Linked DNA regions of Hordeum vulgare: region 1 is linked to region 2. The links are chromatin contacts, called in public Hi-C maps. All regions are on one chromosome and are shown on one strand. The core of a region is the stretch at or near the end of the contact, and the rest is flanking DNA. Distances in the headings are between cores, read along the strand shown.

Region 1 (4,636 bases), core at 645-3,144, 420 kb before region 2:
ATCTTCCTGCCAGTGAGACCAGCATCGCCATGAGGTCCACCAATGACAAAGCGGCCAGATGGGTTGAGATGGAAGATGGTATTCTCATCAAGGTACTGCTCTGGGATGACAGGCTTAATCACATGCTCCTTCAGATCAGCAGCAATCTCATCGTTGGTCACTGTCTCATCATGCTGGGTAGAGATGAGCACAGTGTGGACACGTATAGGGACCATGGCACCATTGTCATTGTGATACTCCACAGTCACCTGGGTCTTGCCATCAGGCCTCAACCACGGGCAGGTCGCGTTCTTGCGAACCTCGGTGAGACAAGCTCCAAGCTTGGTAGCAAGAACATGGCTGAGGGGCATGAACTCAGGAGTCTCATCAGTTGCATATCCAAACATATGGCCCTGGTCACCAGCGCCAATCTCCTCAGGCCGCTTGGTAAAGTGGCCATGGACACCCTGAGCGATGTCAGGGGACTGCTGCTCAATGTTGACAAGTACCTTGCAGTGGTCAGCATCAAGCCCTACATCATTGGACACAAAACCAATGCCACGGCAAGTGTCCCTGACAATCTTCTCATAATCAACATTGGCCTTGGTAGTGATCTCACCGAAAACCATGACCATGTTGGTCTTGGTGCATGTCTCACAAGCAACCTTGCTGTCAGGATCTTCAGCCAGGCATGCATCTAGCACAGCATCAGATATCTGGTCACAGAGCTTGTCAGGGTGCCCCTCATTGACAGACTCAGATGTGAAGAGAAAGGTTTCAACTTCAGCCATCTTCTTTGGCCTACACAAAACGTGATCAGTGTCTCAGAACATAAGAACTGCCATAAAAGGAAAACACTCTAGAGGTTAGAAACTTGGATTTGAAATACCATATTCGACATACATACAAACTATTTTACTTTCTTAAACTCTAATGAAATGAGCTGCTCGTGAGTTTTAGCAGTTGTGTGAATGCCCACAAGTCATTCTCCTCCCTATTGTAAAAAGTAGGCAGTGGTAGGGACATGAAATACAGATACCCTAACCAAAGCGGCCTACAATAATCAAGTTGCACAAACAGGACAAGATTCCACGAATAAAAGAATCAACCAGTGCACTCAACGCGCAGGGCTGTAACTTGCGAATCAGCACCTCGGGACACAGCAGTATAAATTCTATTCTTCCCAGGACAAGGTCCTAAGAACAACATAAATCACTATTATTCACAGCACAAGGTACCTATCCAATTGCGCTGTGACCAAACTGTTCAGCCACTGTCCAGCAACTAAATCGCAGCCACTATTTCGCAGCATAAGGCACCAATCCAATTGTACTGTGACCAAACTACCACTCGCAATCCATTGTTCGGCACCAAATCCCAGATAAATGGACCGGGTACTATTAATCTCTGCGTACAGAATAAGCACATACAGATCACTACTAATATCAAATCTCTCGACTGGTTCACAGGATGAATAATGGCCGCAGTACACCCAATCTCGAAAGGATTTCAGAGAGAAAAAAGGGTGGCGAAATCCCCAATCACGAGGATCTAGCTGGTCGCCGCGAACCTGGGCGGCACTTCCTCTAGACAACAAGTTGACAAGAAATTAAGCGCAAATTTCACCGCGAAGTACCGGGGCGGCGGATCAAGACGAGGCCCGTTTCTAAAGCCCTAAGCGACAGGCACAACAAACGCGTACCAGATCGGACCGCACGATGGAAACGGAAGCAAAATGAAGCCGCCTACTAGATCGGAACGAGCGTAAGCAAAATGAAGAAGAAGACTGGCGGGAGGAGGGGCGCCTCACCTTGTTCGCTTGTGGCGGAGGCGGCGGCGGGGCTACGGGATGACGTTGACACTCGAGCACAGCACGGCGTAGGGGGGAGGACCAGGATCGTGGGCTCGGGATTATATAGAAGCCGCGGCAGAGTGGGGCGGGCATGGGCCGTTGGATGGCATCGGATGGTGGTGGTGGAAGACCCGACGACAGCGGCTCGTACCCACCTAGCCGGCGTCAAGACGCGTGGCGGTCGTTGGACGAGCATGGTGGCCCGTGCACGTCTCTGGTGTACAGTTTTCAAGCACTGAAAATGGTTAACGCTAATTACGTGCAATTTGCTATATTAACTACTGGCCAATTTAACTTTCTTCAGTTTTTGGAAACTAATTTCGGGAGTTGAGGAAACTAATGGCTCCAGCAAAATGTGATTTCATGGCCGAATTAGTTGACTCAGATTTGTCTAGATACAAATCGCTTTAGTGTGTGTTAGATACATCCATATCTTGAAAAATCTAAAACAATTAATTCAAAAAAGATAATATATTTTTAAAATTAGATGCACGTAGACACGTTTTAGTACGTTTGTTCACTCATCTAATTCATATCTAGCTCACATTGAAATATCCAAAACATCTTAAGCGGGGGAGTAAGTTGCTTCCTTTAGAAACTAAATTCGTTTCCAAAGTCTTTTAGTTTTGCTTCATATGAAATATTTTGCTTACAATTGTGATGAACTTCATTTTCAATGCAATCTAAAAAAAAAGAAAGCGCAAGCAACCATCGGCTTTAAATTTACAAAGTCCAAACTAAGTCTAGTGAGTTTTGTTTTGTTTAATGATCACGAGGAGGAGGATTCCCGCCTGAATATATATTGCTAAATTTTTTACCAAAAGCAAAAATCATTCCTTGAGATTTCGCTGATCCAGTTTATAAGAAAATTGGATCAAAAATCTAAACAAGTTGACACCGTTTATGAGGAAAACAGGGCAAAAACCGTACACGTAACAAGGCTAGTGAGTTAGAAAATCTTAACAACCAAATTTACACACAAAAAAGTGGGATGAGCTTCCAAACGCTAGAAACTAACGGATAAAGAGCAACTGCTTACATAGAGTATGTTTTGGTTCTGAAATACGGAAGACACTACGTGGCACCATAGGTGGTCATCGCCCTTCCCCCTTTTGATGGCATGGATATGTTTAAGTTTGTAAAACGCTTTGGTCACACTAGCCATGTCGTTCATCTCCCGAGTGGTGCCCATAGCTGGAGGGGAAAACACAATTGAAAATACAATTATCCAGATTGAAAGTAACAACATTTTCAATAGCAAGTTTATGGAATATAATCCATGAAGCCCGCACTAGGGTGGCAAAAACAATGTCAAACAACTCTTTGCACATAGCATGAAGGCCCAACCCTATACCCACAAGTTCGAACACTAAGGGAGGGGGTCCTATCACAACATAATTTAATTCCTTCCGTGCACAACTCCACACAACTTCAACTAACAGAAATGGAACAAAATGTGGTGAGTGCTCTCCATTTGGCCACATAAAGTGCAAGTGCCATCAAACGACCCGTTGAACTTAGCAATGTGCATTGGTGTAGGAAGATGGTTTCTTAAGAGCTCACATAGAAACACGTTGATTCTCAGGAGTAGGACACCTCGTTAAAGGAGACAGAGTCGGCTTCGTCTATGAATATTACATTAGCCAAATCTCGAGCAACAAGTCCCATATACCAGCCTCGAGCGAGGAGGGAGCCCTCTAGAAGGTAATGTTGTTGGTGCCCTCGCATAAAGCCTCGCCCACCGAGATGGTAAGGTCCATCGCAATAATGAACAGAGTGTGAAACTAGGCCACAGAGGCATGGCCCTAGGGAATAATTGTACCCCAAACCTAGTTGAATGGTTGTTGTTTATCTTAAACTTGCCCCAAGAAAAATGCAATCTTAACCTCCTTGGATTCCATTTCAAAACAAAAGTTGTGCATTGACGATTCGAACAAAGTGGACAAGGGGGTTGCTTGGCATTAGGAGTCCCACCGAAATCCTTGTGGCATTCTGATTCATTTTATCGCCCCGCTTGTCCACAAGTGCAGTATTCATGACATTAGATTTCATAACGCCCACATTCCCCAAGGTTTTTAGGATGTAGATGCCTTCCCACTTGATCATGTGGTATTTGCGTAAAAACCTGGATGTACTTTGTCAAACTTGGTATGGACCTGTCTACCCACAGAATCATCCCCATCGAGTACGTCGTGATGGAAGATACACACGAGTTAGTGATAATCAATCTAACACTAAAGGACATGAATTTACCCTCCACGGAACCACCCTGCTTGTCGTGGTTCTAAATCTGACAGTATGAGAGGTATATGAACGGAGCTTAGATCTATGGAGGTGCAAATGGGTAACACGAGAAGTTAGAAAAAGTTCATGTCCCTCAGCGGTGGAGGTAACAACCATGCTCATGTATGTTGTGTTCTTGCATATGAAGATTATCATTCATGCGACTGAGTTCGCAAGAGAAAGTGCGTGAGAGATAGAGAGAGAGAGAGTTCTTATAAAGTGGGAGATCTTAAACCCAATGTCCTAGCCATGGCTTATATAGATTATGCCATGAATAAGAACATGAGAAGGAGGCGGGTCCGTTTCGTAAAAGGCGATAAAATTTCCTCTATATTTTTCCTCGGGGAGTGAGAATATAGCGCTGGAATTAGGTCTCCTGGAGGTCCAAGGGACCCAAAAGTCACCATGGCGTGCCCAGGGGGTAAGCACGCCGCCTGGCTTGTGGTCCATGGGTGGCCCCATGTGGTACTTCTTTGCTCCGGTATTTTTTTTATTTATTCCATAAAAAAATCTCCGTAAAGT
Region 2 (4,697 bases), core at 1,539-4,038:
TTGGAAGAAGAGTTAGTTGGGCTTGGACCCATCCTAAGCTTGCCTCCAAACAGGGGAACTCGCGAGCGAGCGATCCTGATTCCTAGACTGAATCGCGGTGGTGAAACCTTTGAAGCACGGCGGCTTCTGTCTTTTCCTTTCTTGATGATGATTATTTTATAACCTACACTACAAGATGCCAATTCTTCCTACTTTTGTTTCCCCTTGTTAAGGCACGCCACTGAAACTGATGTCGCAAATGACAAATCTTGAAGTGATGGGTTTTTCTTGGGTGAACTTACCAAACCTCCATCGCGCCTGGACGAGGGCGATCTCCGGGTTGTGGTGGAGGTAGGGGATGGTGCGGTGGAGGAAGTCGGGGTCCGGCTGGAAGTCGGCGTCGAAGATGACCATGTACTCGCACTCGCGCACGTACCCGTGCTTCATCCCCGCCTTGAGCGCGCCGGCCTTGTACCCCTTGCGGTCCTCCCGGATCTGGTACGTGATGTTGATCCCCTTGTGCGCCCACCGCTCGCACTCCATCCGAACCATTTCCTACACGGGTGCAACACACGATGATTAACTGTCCCTTGATTGACAAGCAGAGCACATTTCATCATCATATTCACAACGAGCAGGCAATCATTGGAGTATTGAGATAATAGTCTTGGCATTTTCCTAAGCATGGAACAATCCATGTAATGACATGTCTAGATGTCATCATTACATTGTACGTACTAAGTAGTAGTACTAAGCACATGGTTTACGCATCGTGGGCCCCTGGTAAACCAGGACCAAGCCCGGAAGGGCTAGTGGCGTGGAACCAAACGTGGATTACAATCAACGTCCTAGCGCGGGCCAAGCAAAGCAAGGGCTGACCTGACCATGGCCTAAACTAACGAGTAATGAGAACCGACGACGGAGCTCCGTACGCGCCCCGTGCTTAATTACCGGAATCACGTCTACCGATCGCGAGGATCACGTACGACTACGGTGGCGACTTGATTACAGGCGTGCCCCGTCACGTGCCCCGCACGTGATTTCCAGGGGAATAACCGCCTGCCCCGCGCAGGGGGGGTTGCTTTGCCTTGCTCCCGTTTATTTTATTTTCCATCTCTTAAATAAATTACCTCATGGAATACCGTAATAATAAATAAACAAATAAAAGAAAGAAAGAAAATACTCTGACAAGTGCCAGCTCCCGTTAAAAAAAAAGATAAAAATGGGCCGTCGGTCAAACCGTTGGGCGCATTTAATGCGCACCCAATCTCCAATTAACGACGCAGGACCCCGCGCGCCCTCTTGCTATATCTCTCTCCCCGCCAAAACCATCGGTAGTCGTTCCTTCGCGCGCGAATGAAAGATGCCCACATTTTTTTTTTCGGCCTTTGTTCCTCGATTGCCGAGACAGGCATTGCGTTTTGCAGGCTGGATAAAAATGGGAAACGGTTTTGATCCTTGCCACCCCTCCCCTGTTTTCCGATCACGGAAACGGAGAGACGTGCGTACGCGCACGCAACATCGCTTGGCCACCGACGGGCGCAAGCAAGCGTGTCAACTGTTACTCCTCCTAAACACGCGTCTGAATTGACTGGACACAAGTGTATAAAGAAACCTGTAAAGAGCCGCACATGGTTAGATTTGCTACTAGGGTGAAACTGAGAATTATTGCCAACCAAATCTCGCTCAGAGCTGGGGCATCGAACTATAATTATGATTTATGAACAGGGAGAAGCCCTGTGCCGTGACGGCGACCGCGAGGCAGTGGCTCAGGGCGACGTGTCTAAAAGACAAGGCCGGTCGGAGGCTGGCACTGCAGAGCGCGGCCCGGGTGTCACGGCTTTTCCGTTGGGAAAAAAACGTAAAGGGGAGTGCGGAGTGAGAGGGAATCCCGGGAGCTTCGAGGTTCGGTTCGTGTGGACGGACGGATGGATGGATTGGGGGTGGGGATGTCACCGACAGGTGAACATGAGGCTCCATAATTACCGAGGCCGGTACTACTGGCGCCACTAGTTGTACTGTTGGACACGAGAGCGGGGCGGGGATAAGATCTCGTCGTCTCACCTTGATGAGGGGGTCCGTGGAGTCGTCCAGCACTTGCACCACCAACCGATCCGACGGCCACGACAGCCCGCACACCGCGCCGATCGACAGCTGATACACCTGCACGTACCACCATGCACGAAATGGGGAAAATAAATGTTAAATGCTACAAGAACCAATGAGTGAGTTAGAACACTGAAGCGGGGGGGCTGGACACTGGAGCTCGAGCGGGGTTGGCGGCAATGGCAATGGCAATGGGGGCGGGAAATGTAGTGGTACCTCCCGCTCGTTGAACATGGGGATCTGGACGAGCACGACGGGGAAGGCGGCGCTGCCGAGCTCCGGGTCGTCGTCCTCGGAGATGGGGTCGCATTTGTACCGCCGCTCCGGGCGGCGGCCGAGGAGCTTCACCCCGACGATGACCACCGCCATGTAGAGCCGCTCGAGGAAGAGCAGCACCGACATGAGCAGGCACACCGCCACGGCCAGCTTCAGCAGCGGCACGATCACCGGCGCCCGCACCTGCGACCACGCGTCCGGCAGCCCCACCGCCGCGTCCATCGCTCGCCTGCTAAGCCCTTGGCCAAAGCTGGATCCCCTCGCCGCCGGCCGGGACGAGGCAATGCCGCGGGCGAGGAAGATTAATGGCGCGCGCGCGACCTTGCTGGCCTAGCTAGAGCAAGCTAGCGCGCCAGGGGCTGCGGGCCGGGCAGTGTGGAGCGAGCTGGGTGGGGGACTGGGGGGAGCTGCTTTGGGGGATGGAGTGTGTGTGCGGGGTTTTATAAAAGGGGTGGGAGGCGCAGCTGCACATGGTAGTAGGGTTTTGTGCGCCATGGATTCCTTCCGTTTCCAAGGAGTGTAAAATGAGTGCGGAATAGGGTACACTCCTACAGCGGCGTGGTGATAAGTAAAGGGCGGGGATTTAACAGTGCAAAGCGAGGCCATGATTTGTCGGGCGGGGGTGAGAATAGATCGGATGGGGTCGGGGGAGGGGAGTGTCGGTGGTGCGCCGCGGGGGTAGGACTTGGAACAAACCGGCTGAGCTCATGTGTCACAGGGTCAGTTAAGTGGTTATTGCTTACGCCGTAGTAGTAGTGAGTTGGCATGGGGTGGGGTGGTTTCGTTTGTGGATGGATGGATATTGTGCAGCTTTTGGGTGGGATTTGCTTTTTGGCCAAAAGGAACGCGAAAGCAAATTAAGAGCAAAGAGGGGAAATTGAGGAATCATGTTCCTAGTAGGACATGATTCTTGTACTGTATCAGGGGGGAAATGCTAACACAAATTGCTGAGGAAGGCGAAGTACAACGTAGGTAAACATGCGCGCACACACACACACCGCAACCTACGCACGCGTTGAAAACCAGAGTCTTGGAGTTCAAAATTGAAAATAATCACATTTATCTTACTATCGACTGAAACATCGCACTCCTCTAAAAATAACACAATGCATCAACATAAACATTTGATGCATTGTGAGTTAGAGTAGAATTAGTCTCATAACCACCTTTTGTCTCCTGAAATAATTGTCTCACATTCACTAGTTAGTACGGTGTGTAATAGTACGCCGGGGAGAAATTCATAGAGCAATAGCAAGTGTGCAATGCTTTCGCTTAAGAAGCATGGGCTCTGTCTCCCCCGCCTACCTAATAACAATGAAAGTCAAGGAAGGAAACTTTCCCCTTTAACATCGTTTTTTGGTAATACTATCCTTCTTTTTATGGATCAAGATACTATTATACTCGTATCTTACTTCGACCAAACTTATTTTCTTTGATAGTTTCATCACCTTCGTGATTAGATCCGATTATTCACCCCTAGTGGATATGTACTTCAACATTGTGAAACATGATATGTTCAAGACTCGCCACGTCTAGCGTTAGCTCGAACGCAGTCGACGGCAATCTTGCGATGGCAGCAACCAATTTCGAGCGTGACATATCGGGAGGATTCGTTGCGAGGAAAATTAGGGAGAAAATAACATCTCGAGATCTTCTTTGCGGAAGATCCTTTCAGAATTGAGGAAGCCATGGGAAAATAGATATCTACTATCCATGTGTGGGCAGTAATGAAGGAATCTAGGAAGGAATTGAGCGGAATAGATTTGTGTATCCACAACACAAGGAAGAAAAGCATTGCAACTGCACCATGTGTCGGATGAAGGACAGGTGTCAGATGCGAAAAAAAAAGTTAACGGTAAGATAATCGTGGGATCTAGGGTTCATTTGCCACATATTAGGAGGAGGATCCACCATATGATCGAGCATCACTAGGAGCAAAGAAAGAATCATCGGAAGTTATGACCCATAGAGAGACCACCAAAAGATCGAGCACAACCATGGTTATAGCTGGCGATCTGAATATGAAGGAATCCCTTGCCGGGGCTGCAAGTGAATCCTTGGAGTCCCGCAGCAACAATGAAACCGGGACTCCCCTCTTTGGAGCTTCCCCGAAGGCAACAAACTGCAATGAGGACGAAATCAACAAGTAATTAGAAGCGCTTTCTTTATGTCTTTGACCTAGGCATGATAGTTTTTTTAGGACATTCAAGTTTTCTATTCTCCACTTCCCATAGATATATTTAGTCCCAACAAGATTTCATAACCTTTTTTGTTTCTCTTTCTTGGAAAATATTATGAGCCTTTCCTGATTGGGGATTGAAATGTCATTGACCCCT

What was found. Hi-C and Micro-C count contacts between places; a contact is called where the count stands out from the background.
Region 1: a Hi-C map of leaf shows a contact between it and region 2, with 3 times the contacts expected there. The contact joins the promoter of LOC123405986 here to the promoter of LOC123401532 in region 2. A contact is called at or near these places in 3 of 6 Hi-C or Micro-C datasets (leaf and seedling) and 1 of 1 datasets of contacts at active chromatin or transcription factors (embryo).

What each region holds. Positions count from the first base shown.
Region 1 is chr6H:159,071,435-159,076,070 of MorexV3_pseudomolecules_assembly, reverse strand. LOC123405986 (S-adenosylmethionine synthase 4) reads right to left here and starts at 1,894. Exons shown (of 2, transcript XM_045099492.1): 1 at 1,790-1,894; 2 at 1-780. The coding sequence starts at 770.
Region 2 is chr6H:158,649,623-158,654,319 of MorexV3_pseudomolecules_assembly, reverse strand. It overlaps LOC123401532 (glucomannan 4-beta-mannosyltransferase 1), which reads right to left and starts at 2,788. Exons shown (of 9, transcript XM_045095360.1): 1 at 2,302-2,788; 2 at 2,044-2,142; 3 at 282-534. The coding sequence starts at 2,583.